Regions from separate parts of the Zea mays genome. Here regions 1 and 2 are each linked to region 3. Evidence: chromatin contacts called from public Hi-C data. All regions are on one chromosome and are shown on one strand. The core of a region is the stretch at or near the end of the contact, and the rest is flanking DNA. Distances in the headings are between cores, read along the strand shown.

What was found. A called contact is a pair of places that touch in the nucleus more often than the background predicts.
Region 1: a Hi-C map of leaf shows a contact between it and region 3, with 7 times the contacts expected there. The contact joins the promoter of LOC100282007 here to the promoter of LOC100284264 in region 3. A contact is called at or near these places in 3 of 25 Hi-C or Micro-C datasets (ear, leaf and tassel).
Region 2: a contact with region 3 is called in a Hi-C map of leaf, with 9 times the contacts expected there. The contact joins the promoter of LOC100282026 here to the promoter of LOC100284264 in region 3. A contact is called at or near these places in 2 of 25 Hi-C or Micro-C datasets (leaf and tassel).

The regions. Positions count from the first base shown.
Region 1 is chr3:31,542,967-31,546,822 of Zm-B73-REFERENCE-NAM-5.0, reverse strand. LOC100282007 reads right to left here and starts at 1,738. Exons shown (of 4, transcript NM_001368111.1): 1 at 1,490-1,738; 2 at 1,070-1,312. The coding sequence starts at 1,250.
Region 2 is chr3:31,476,211-31,480,036 of Zm-B73-REFERENCE-NAM-5.0, reverse strand. LOC100282026 (ribokinase) reads right to left here and starts at 2,250. Exons shown (of 8, transcript NM_001154939.2): 1 at 1,843-2,250. The coding sequence starts at 2,028.
Region 3 is chr3:31,193,370-31,196,964 of Zm-B73-REFERENCE-NAM-5.0, reverse strand. It overlaps LOC100284264, which reads left to right and starts at 2,099. Exons shown (of 3, transcript NM_001291675.1): 1 at 2,099-2,625. The coding sequence starts at 2,252.

The DNA.
Region 1 (3,856 bases), core at 489-2,988, 350 kb before region 3:
TGTTCTATGGTCTAGTACTACAGTATAAGTTCATCCCATTTTGATTGCTATTTCCTATTTTTCATACCCATAATAATTGATTCTAAATTGCTACACCGAGTGGCATTTGTTTACATTCATTAAAGATAAAAAGATTAAAGCGCTTTCTGGCTACAAGAAACAATATGTTATGATAAATTTGTCATGTACACAATGAGTGGTATGTATTGTAGTACTTCATTTCAATTTACAATGTAATCTTGTTTATATGAAGTATACAACAATTTGAAAATTTTAATATACAATTTTAGATGGTAGGGGAAAGCTATGTGATATTGTGCATACATGTATGACTTTTGGTTATCGGATCTCTTATTTCGTATTCTTCTACGAACAAAGTTATTATATATACTTATACTCCATTCTCTTTTATAAGGCGCACATGCATATCAAGATTCAAACCTCACAATCTTTGACTAACAATTTTGAACTATTATAGCACAAAGTTGATATGGTTAATTTGTAATTATCATAAGCCTATAAGCATAATAATATAAAATAAAATAAATAGATTGTCAAAGGGTAATCTATAAGGCCGTGTCAGCCTGTCAGGTAAGCTATGCCTTATAAAAGAGAATGGAGGGATTATATGCCATCATGAGCATTTTTAATTGATACTATTATTTCTAATATTCCATTCATCATTACATTTAACTTATCCCCCACCCGCGATCCATTTCTGGATCTGCCACTGGGTATTATGACTAGTCTGGTAATTAATCTGCCATACCAATTACCAATATAACTGAAAAGTGACGAAATATAATATAAATGGTAAGAACACTAACCATGGTATATGGCTGAACATCACGATACAACAGAAGTAACATTTTGCAATAAAGGATCTTATACAAAATTCTACATATTGGATGACCGGGATAGTATTAAGCAAGACGTGTTATATAAGCTTATCACTTTATTCATTTCCCCCCGCCCTTTATGAAATCGGATGTTGTTAATGTGAATTTGTGAAACGATGAAAAACAGGTGCAGAAAGTTGATCTGTGCGACAAGGTAGCAGTAAGTATACCGGCATAGTTGAGGGTGTAGGAGAGGCCGTTGCAACCTCGCGCTTTGACACCCAGCCGCAGGTATGGCCGTTGCCTTAGGCTGAGGAGCTGCCGGATCCTGGACACCGCGGCGTTCGTCAGCGTGAGGGCCTGCCTGCGAATGGCCCTGTCGGCCGCAGCCCTCAGCACGGAGGACGACATGGCTACCTGGCGGTGGCTTCGGCAGCAACCTCTTCTCCACGAAGAAGCCGCGCCGCAGGGTCCTGAAGGAATCGCGTAAGAATAAGATTTTCTCGATGGATTGTTTGCAAAAGAAAAAGAAAAGAAAGGAGTGTTGATTGGTAACTCCTATTCACCATTCGATTGAAATCCCCAAGTGGAAGTGATGGTGAGAAACCGATGAGTCGCTACTCAAAAAGGGAACCGATGAGTCTCCTCACCTGCAGATTCCGAGATTCGGATCGATGGATGGGATACGGGGACGCCCGCCCGCAGGATTGGATCTCCTTCTCCTTGGGAGGCTGCTAATTGGACTGGGTAGAACGGGTTAGCATATTATTGGAGCGTTCCTCGCCATCGCCGCCGTGCCGTGCTGCTCCTCTTTTCCGAGACGCTGGGAGCCCGGATTGGAGGCGTCTGGAAGACGAGAGGTGGAGAGGGATGGCGTGACGACGAGGTTTGCTTCTTTTGTTTTTGATTTTTGATTGACGATGGTTTCCTCGACTCCAGAGTCCAGACTCCACCGCTTGCACAATGATGACCCGCCCGGAAACGGCCGTGCTTTTCTTTCGGCCCACTATTGGCCTAGAATCAGGCCCAGCTCGATCACGAGAAATTTGTGATTTTGCCACTCCCAATTTTGATGTATGTTATTATGTCATCCTGTGTCTATTACTGGTGGGATTATGTGTCTATGATTTGTGGGTCTGATGGCATACTGACGAAGCCCACAAATCATAATGGCAAAATTGCCAATGTCTCCTCGATCACTGAAATTTGGTGTGTTGTCTTTTTTTTATTCCGTTGAGACATATTTTTAATATTACTAGTCGGTTGCCTGTGCGTTGCGACGGCTCACAATAATACCCACATAAACTATCACAAAAAGATCTCAAGGTTTTTTATTGATTGTCTTCGCTTTTCGCATAATATTTTTTATGGACGCACGGTTACCATATGCAGCAAATCAGAGACCTCATCCCTCGCCTTCCCCACTTCCAATGTTTCGTAGAGCAGGAGGGGAAGGAAAGAGGCGGACATACCTGTTCGTTCCCGGAGAAGAACACGACGAAGAACTGGGTATCTGGAGGCGACATAGGTGGTACCGCTAGACATATATAAGGATAGAGCACGCAAGCGGGGAAAAAGTCCAGTCGGACCAGCTCCAAACCGAGAGGCACCCGCACTAGACGTCAGTCCGAGAAGGACGAGAGAATGCGAGTGTCTTGCCAACCCTGGACACGCCGAAGCGACACAACACCACCAACAACTCCATAGCATATGCCGACTGCTGCCACGATACGGACCTTGGTTGTCTAATATCTTATACCTGGACTCCTCATCGCCAAGATAACCTAAGTGTGGCAGGCGCCACCATGTCCTCCTTGTAAGTGCAATCAACCCTAATTGAGGGTTTTGGTGATTAATGACAAAACAAACTAAGATTCTAACAAGTTTGCTCCTAGTATGTACACAGTATTTCTACAGACAGGAGAAGCACAGATCTTACGAGCATAAAAGTATAAAGCACAGCGGATTTAAAATTCCACATCAAATGGCGTGCTCCAAGTGCTAAGAAACAACGGCGGTGCTAAATTTATAATTCTTGAGTCATATGAATCGTCGTACAATTAAGAGGGATCCGCGACGGTTAAGTAAGTTGTGAAACGAGCCAAGTTCAAAATCTTTTGAAAACTCCTTGGAGATCATTTTCCCAGATCATGAATGCCCTTGAGAAAAACAAATTTTACTTCCCACAAAGTCTCCCCATTTGTTCTCTTCAAAATACCCAAAGTTTGGTTTCAGCCCCCAAAACCGGTTCAACTGGTCCTGAAACCGGTTCAACCGGTTTCAGTACTGTTCACCTGCCACATCTGCTCTGACCTGTCTGACAGTCAGAGCTGTCAGAAAAAGTCGCAGCAGATATTTTTCAGAAACCGGTTGAGCCGAAATTTTTCCCTACTCAGCCGGTTTTGAAACCGGTCGAGTCTCCGACTGAGTAGCTCAGTGGACCGGGATCCCCCTGGTAGAAACCGGTTCGACCGGTCTGAAAACCGGTTCAACCAGTTTTTGCTCCTTTTCTCCCAACGGCTGCCAGCTTTTGGGGGATCCTTTATATACCCCCTCACACTCTCTCTCTCATTTACTCATGTCTCTCCCACGAATTCTTGGCTGACCAACCTTCAAACAAGCGCATTCATTTCACCTTTCACACCCGCAACCGCATCTCCTTCAATCATTTGAAGGACCCTTGGTGTGAGGTGAACTCGATCGAACTCGCTGTCAATTTCATCTCGATTCTCCCATTCTCTTGTTCTTGAGCTCGTTGCAAACTTAACCGTGTGCGGATTTGTTACTCTTGGAACCTCGAGTTCCTTGACGGTTAGAGGTTGCTTGGGAGTCTCCAAATTTGTGGACGACCCCCAAGAAGTTTGTATCACCCGCTCCTTGAGCTGATTTGAGAAGAGATTGCCTTGACCTTTGTGGTCAGCTTGTGGAGGATTAGGGTTGGAAAAGACCCGGCCCTTTGTGGGTTCCTCAACGAGGAGTAGGACACCTTTGTGGTGGTTGCCGAACCTCGGGTTATA
Region 2 (3,826 bases), core at 1,001-3,500, 280 kb before region 3:
CCACTGTAGTAGTGGATCTTGATATCATATAAAACCAATCCAGGTTCAGAGGAATAATTCATGATGCAAATGCGACCACAAAAAATACAATAAAATAGACTGGACACATGATTCTTCAACCTCCAAACAATAGCTAAAAGGCTGTGGAAGGTCATCAACTAGCAAAACATACAATTTCCACTTTACTTGGGTAGCTTTAATTCCTAATTTATTTTGAATGGCATCAAAGAATAGGATAGAATGATAGATATGTTCCTGGACATGTATGCATGTGCAGATGTGCTTTTGATGTGTTTGCAAGCTAAAGCCAAATGTCTTCCTCTTGGAATCATACTAACCAACAGGAAGAAAATTAATAATATTCAGCATGATCAACTGAAGAATCTCTGACTCTCAGATCATAAATTAAGTGGGTTCGAATAAGAGGGAAAACCTCTAACCCATTTCACAAAATCCAGAAGATATAAGTACATGGTTTATCTAAGCATTATGAAATTAACGTTTCATCTATCCAAAAGAAAAGAAAATTGCAATGTAGAGATTATACAAGGACTCAGCAATCACATCGTAAGAGGGGCCTAATTCTTATTTGGTTGAGTGTCTCGAGTCAAATAGAACTGATATTAAGATTCAAGACCATTCCAGGTGTACCTTTTCTCCCTTGATAAATGATAATTAAAGGGAATGCTGAACAACTTTTTTTTTTGCAGACCAAGGCTGGACAACATTGCGAAGATGAAATATGACGATGACACATTTAATTATAATAAAATTTGACAAGTTGGATCTGCATCTACATTTATTTGCATAAAAAAAGTCAAGGATGCCTGTCGATAGTAGCAAGCAGTTTCTTTCATTACAAACTTTTACCAACTCTGGGGCCTAAACAGTTAGGTGTCAACGGACCAATCAATTTGAGAAACATTAGTCCATGCTTGTTGCTTGACCTGTTGACCATTCCTGAAGTGTGCAGTGTAGACCATGCCAACCATCAGGCAGGCCCCTTTTCAGTGAAAGCAATAACAGGTTTAATCAATAATAGCTACAGTTAACTAAAGCACAGACCAGGTCAAATTTAGGAAATATCTGCCTGTAAACTCCGAAAGTACTTGCTTTTTTAATCATTCTGCTCAAGTACAGAAAGAGTGGAACCATGTGGAACAAAAGAACAAGCAATTTATTGGCAATTCAAAAGAGACAAAACATGATTCAGCAACCCATTCATTATTCAAAAGCATTTTTTTCTAAGGAACCAAACAAAACTAGCTGCAAATCATTTCAAGCACAGAGATATAGGGATAATGAATGAAATTCTAATTCAGATTAGACAGGTTTCTTTTGCGGCAGGGAATTAGTGTTTTTTCAGAAAAATATACAGTAATTCCATCACAAAATTGAATGCATTAGGTGTTGAAGAACAAGCGATCCAAACGTCACATACTCACATGGCCAGCCGACAACATGGTGGGGCCGCAATTAAAGCTAGAACTCGGCACTAATGCAAGAACCTACCTCAAAGGCTCGAACAACCATATGATGGCAAACGACCCATCCTGAAACCCAAAAGGGGAAAAAAGGAAGGGAAGGGTGTAGAATTCCGAGGACGTGTTGGCCCTTGGATAGATATAGGGAATCTCCGAAGAAACATTAAGAAGGAGGAGAGCATCTGGCAATCATGCGGCGTAAGTGTTACTGGCTCTACGAGACCAGACATTGCAAAGTCGGATTGCGATTTCAATTTGTGAATAAATGGACAGCTGCACATTGGAGAAGTTGAAGCGAAGCGAATTATAACTATACGGCCGTGTTGCGCGTGGGAGGGAGGGAAGGAGAAGGAAGTACCTGCTGCGAGCCGCCGCGGTCGCCAGGGACGCGGTCGAGGAGGGACCAGTCGACGCGCGCGACGTGGTCGATCAGCGCCGAGAGCTGCAGCCCCACCACCGCGGGCGGCGCCGCGGCCTCCCTGCCGGGTCGGAGGGACGAGGGAGGCTGCTGCTGCGGATGCCCATGCGCTGCCTCCGCGCCCATATGGTCTCCCTCCGTTGGCCCACTCCTCGAGCGGAGGAGGAAAAAGGTCGCCGGCGGTGTGGAGCGAGGGCTCTGTCCGGAGCAGATGGGATTGCAAGTCTCCAAGGGGAGGGCCGTCTTCGCTCCCGTTTTATAGGAGGTGGGGGACAAGGCGGACCGCGGACACACAAGCTTCGTGGGCACTCTTCATCATTACCCTTGCATGGGTCTCGATGCGTCGTTACGTGGATAAATCTGGCATTAAGATTCTAATTAACCATTTTTTGCTTGTTTAATTACCTAGGTGACCCAAGCGGTAAAGCCACACCACTGTATTATGGAGCCATAACAAAACATTTATTATAAATAAACCCCTTCTCAATCACCTCTGCCGCCCCGCATGAGCAAAATTGTGAGCACGAAGGTTTAAACCATGTTTGGAAGACAACCATGCCGCGAGTGCGGCAAACAAAACGTTCACTTGACTTTTAAGGCTCTGTTTGGTTTTTACGGATTGGAGATCCGGAATAATTTCTAGCCGAATTATTTCTCTAATTTATATAAATTTTGATAAGCTAAAATGAATTCAGGTTTATTCCTATGTAAACGAACGGGCTGTTAGTGAGCCAGCGCCTGGGAATGAACGGCGACACATGCGTAGAGGCGTGACGAACCTTTGGCGAGTTGCGGACTTGCGGCACGAAGAGTCATGGGATGTTTGGTTTGAATTACGGGGTATTTGATTTGAATAATGAGTTAATCTATTATCATCTCATTTCTCGTAGTCAGTTAGGGCCTGTTTGTTTCAGCTTATAGATTATACAATCTGGAATATAATCTAAATTATATAATCCAGATTATAATCTAGATATATTATAATCTATATGTAGTTGTTTGGTAGTTTAGATTATACAAATGTAGATTATTCACAAAGACAATAATACCCTTGTTTGTTTATTTAAGGTGAGAAAAAAAGATGGCATATATTGTAATTTCTATTTACATAACCATGGGTAGTGGTTCTTTTGCCAAAATAATCTCAAATAAGCTACCCTTGAGGAGATTATGAGATTATCATAATCTGGCCTTTAGATTATATAATCTGAACTCATAATCTAGTTGTTTGTTTACCTAATGGATTATTTGCGCTAGATTATATAATCTGGAGAGATTATAATCTGAAACAAACAGGGCTTAGGGCCTGTTTGTTTCAACTTATAAATTATATAATCTGGATTATAATCTAAATTATATAATCCAGATTATAATCTAGATATATTATAATCTATATGTAGTTGTTTGGTAGTTTAGATTATACCAATGTAGATTATTCACAAAGACAACAATACCCTTATTATTTATTTGAGGTGGGAAAAAAGGATGGCATATATTGTAATTTCTATTTACATAACTATGGACAGTGGGTCTTTTACCAAAATAATCTCAAATAAGCTAGTCTTGAGAAGATTATGAGATTATCATAATTTGGGGTTTAGATTATATAATCTGACCCATAATCTAGGTGTTTGTTTAACTATTTGATTATTTGAGATGGATTATATAATCTAGAGAGATTATAATCTGAAACAAACAGGGCCTTAGTACTAATATTTGAAATGGAGTCATTTCACTAAATTTGATGAATGAATCCATGATACATCACCTCAATTTAAATGGGATGATTGCTCAAATCAAAGTTATGGGCTTTTGATTGCGTCTTGATCGAAGAGAATTGAGGAATTAAATATTTTTCTATTTAATTTTGACTATGAAAAAACTTAATTACTTCTGATTCCTTCGATCGATCTAGACGTAATTA
Region 3 (3,595 bases), core at 850-3,349:
CCTCGCCGAGTCCGAGGCCCTCATCGCCGACCTGGAACAAAACGCAACCGAGAAAGGCTGGTCCCCTTGCAAAAAAGTGCGACGAAAGCCTCCAAGCGAGTGCTAACACTCCCTTCGAGGCTCGGGGGCTACTGTCGGGGACCATAATTAGGGGTACCCTCATTGCTCCTAATTCTCAGCTGGTAACCCCTATCAGCATAAAGCTGCAAAGGCCTGATGGGTGCGATTAAGTCAGGGATCGGTCCATTCGAGGGACACGATCACGCCTCGCCCAAGCCTAGCCTCGGACAAGGGCAACTGACCCCGGAGGATCTCCGCCTCGCCCGAGGCCCCCCTCCAGCGGCTAACGTATTTCCGGCTCGCCCGAGGCCTTGTCTTCGCCAAGAAGCAACCCTGACCAAATCGCCGTGCCGACCGACCAAATCGCAGGAGCATTTAATGCAAAGGCAGCCTGACGCCTTTATCCTGACGCGCGCCCTTCAGCCGACGGAGCCGAAGTGACCGCCGTCGCTTCGCCGCTCCACTGACCGGCCTGACAGAAAGACAGCGCCGCCTGCGCCGCTCCGACTGCGGTGCCACTTGACAGAGTGAGGCTGACAGGCAGTCAGGCCCGGCCGCAGGCACCATAGGAAGCTCCGCTTCGCCCGACCCAGGGCTCGGATTCGGGCTAAGTCCCGGAAGACGACGAACTCTGCTCCGCCCGACCCAAGGCTCGGACTCGGGCTAAGTCCTGGAAGACGACGAACTCCGCTCCGCCCGACCCAGGGCTCGGACTTGGGCTCAGCCCCAGAAGACGACGAACTCCGCTCCGCCCGACCCCAGGGCTCGGACTCCGCCCTGACCTCGGCCGACGGTCTCCGCCTCGCCCGACCCAGGGGCTCGGACTCGACCTCGGCCACGGAAGACAGACTCGACCTCGGCTTCGGAGGAGCTTCCACCTCGCCCAACCTAGGGCGCAGACCAGCCACGTCAACAGGAGGCGCCATCATCACCCTACCCCAAGCTGACTCGGGCCACGAGGAACAAGACCGGCGTCCCATCTGGCTCGCTCCGCCAGATAGGCAATGATGGCGCCCCGCATACTCCGTGACGACAGCGGCTCTCAGCCCCCTTACAGAAGCAAGAGGACGTCAGCAAGGACTCAACAGCTCCGACAGCTGTCCCTCCGCCAGGCTCCAGCGCTCCTCCGACGGCCACGACATCACACCAGCTGGGTGCCAAAATCTCTCCGGCTGCCACAACGACATGTACTTAGGGCGCTAGCTCTCCTCCGCTAGACACGTAGCACTCTGCTACACCCCCCATTGTACACCTGGATCCTGTCCTTACGCCTATAAAAGGAAGGACCAGGGCCCTTTTAGAGGGGGTTGGCCGCGCGGGGACGAGGACGAGACAGGCGCTCGCGTGAGGCCGCTCGCTCCCTCTCCCGTGTGGACGCTTGTAACCCCTACTGCAAGCGCACCCGATCTGGGCGCGGGACGAACACGAAGGCCGCGGGATTTCCACCTCTCTCACGCCCATCTCCGGCCACCTCACTCCCCCTTCGCGCTCGGCCTCGCGTCGACCCATCTGGGCTGGGGCACGCGGCGACATTTCACTCGTTGGCTTAGGGACCCCGGTCTCGAAACGCCGACAATGATTTACTTTAAACTGTGATATTTTTGAAGTTTTGGATACTAAGATCTAGACCTCAGTTTTCCTTGGTTTCTTTCGTCGCCAGCCCCTACCACGATGGTCCGGCCACCCACCGTTCGCTCCTCCCGCATTAAATACTGCATTTCTAAACTTTGGAACCAAATAAGCACCGGTTTTAATAAAAACTGTGAAAAACATAGTATTTTAAAACTATACTATTTGTGTCATAACAATTTTAAACATATTTAAAAACCATGGCTTTAAAAGACTTTGGTCCAACATGCCCTAAACGGGGATCCATAGAGACGGGAATGAGAATAAATTTGTCCCATTAAATTAAACGGTGCTGAAACGGGGAATGGATTTGGAAAGAATCCTGAATCAGTGCAGAAAGAATCCTGAATGGACGAACGACGGTATATGCCCATGGCAACGGTGACGCGATGCCCGTCCCGTTCCCATCCTTGAGAACCGAGCGGACGCCGAGCTGCAAGTAACTGCACCGACTTTCAACCGGAAGAGCCGAGCCGAACCAAAGTCGCCTCTTCTTCTCCAACCTCCCCTCGCCTCTTGACTAGGCCAGGGTTCCATCCCAACCCCGCCGCCATCCGATCCGATGGAGGGCGGCGACTCGTCCGGCGCCGGCGCCGGCTCCGGTGGCGCCGTGGCGGCGGCGGCCAAGTGGCGGAGCGACGCGTCGCGGTCGTTCCAGTACTACCTGGACCGCTCCACGCCTCACGCCACTGGGCGGTGGCTCGGCACGCTCGCCGCCGCGGCAATCTACGCGCTGCGGGTCTACATGGCGCAGGGCTTCTACATCGTCACCTACGGGCTTGGGATCTACCTCCTCAACCTCCTCATCGGTTTCCTCTCCCCCATGGTCGACCCCGAGCTCGACCCCTCCGCCGCCGCCGAGGGGCCGGCGCTGCCCACCCGGGGGTCTGACGAGTTCAAGCCCTTCATCAGGCGTCTCCCCGAGTTCAAGTTCTGGTCAGATCTCTTGTCCTCGCCCCCAGATCTGCATCTCCACCTCGCCAGATCCGTCTGGCCTTCTTACTATCTCTGGTCAGCTGGATTGATTCGCTCCGGTGTTGTGCTTGTATGTATTTACGTACTGGAAGGGGGCGATCGGATCGGTCTCGCTAGTTTAGTTCTTGCCGTCATGTCGTATTTATAGCTAGGTACTAGTACTCCTAATCCAGGCAAAATTAAGTCAATTTGCATCTCGCAAACCGGTTACGAGTCTGCCTCAACTTTCGAGGCATTGTTGCTCAGCTACTTCTGACCCCTCCCCGCAGTAAGTCTTATATTTTTGCACATAAGTCAACTGACTATGGCAAGCTGATGCTCTTGTAGTTTTGTCAATGTATCCATCATCAATAGAAACATGACAGTCGTGCAGTTCATTCTGTTTTGATTGATCATAAGCTAGCTAGTGAAAACTCTCAGCTGGTAGACTACCTGTCAAACTAGGTACATGTAAAATTTTGCCATCTTTACAGATGGCGCTAAATCACCAGTTGTTGTCTTTCCATATGTCTCTTTAGCAAGAAAATAAAATGCCTGCACAATCACAAACATGCGTTAAATTTCTGTCCGGAAGCTTGCGTGTCACCTGATTAAGGTTGTCTAATTCCAAGTCAGCGTGCCATGGAATTAGGTACAAGTCATTGCTAATATGTGTGGATTAATGCTGAACTCTTGATTTATGTATCCGCCAGCAACCCAACCAAGCTGTGTAACCTGTCAGTTATCTCCCAAACCACAGCCAAATCCCTGAATGAACCCACTCAAGGCATGTTGTGTCCTTCCAGGTGCACCATATATGTTTCGGGATTCCAGTGGATGATATGGGAAAATAAGCTCATCCAATGGTGTAGTACCACAAGAAAAAGATAGATATTGGGGCTTTCTTCCTTGAAAGTTGAAATTAGAATTAGTCTGAACTCTCAAGTGCCTT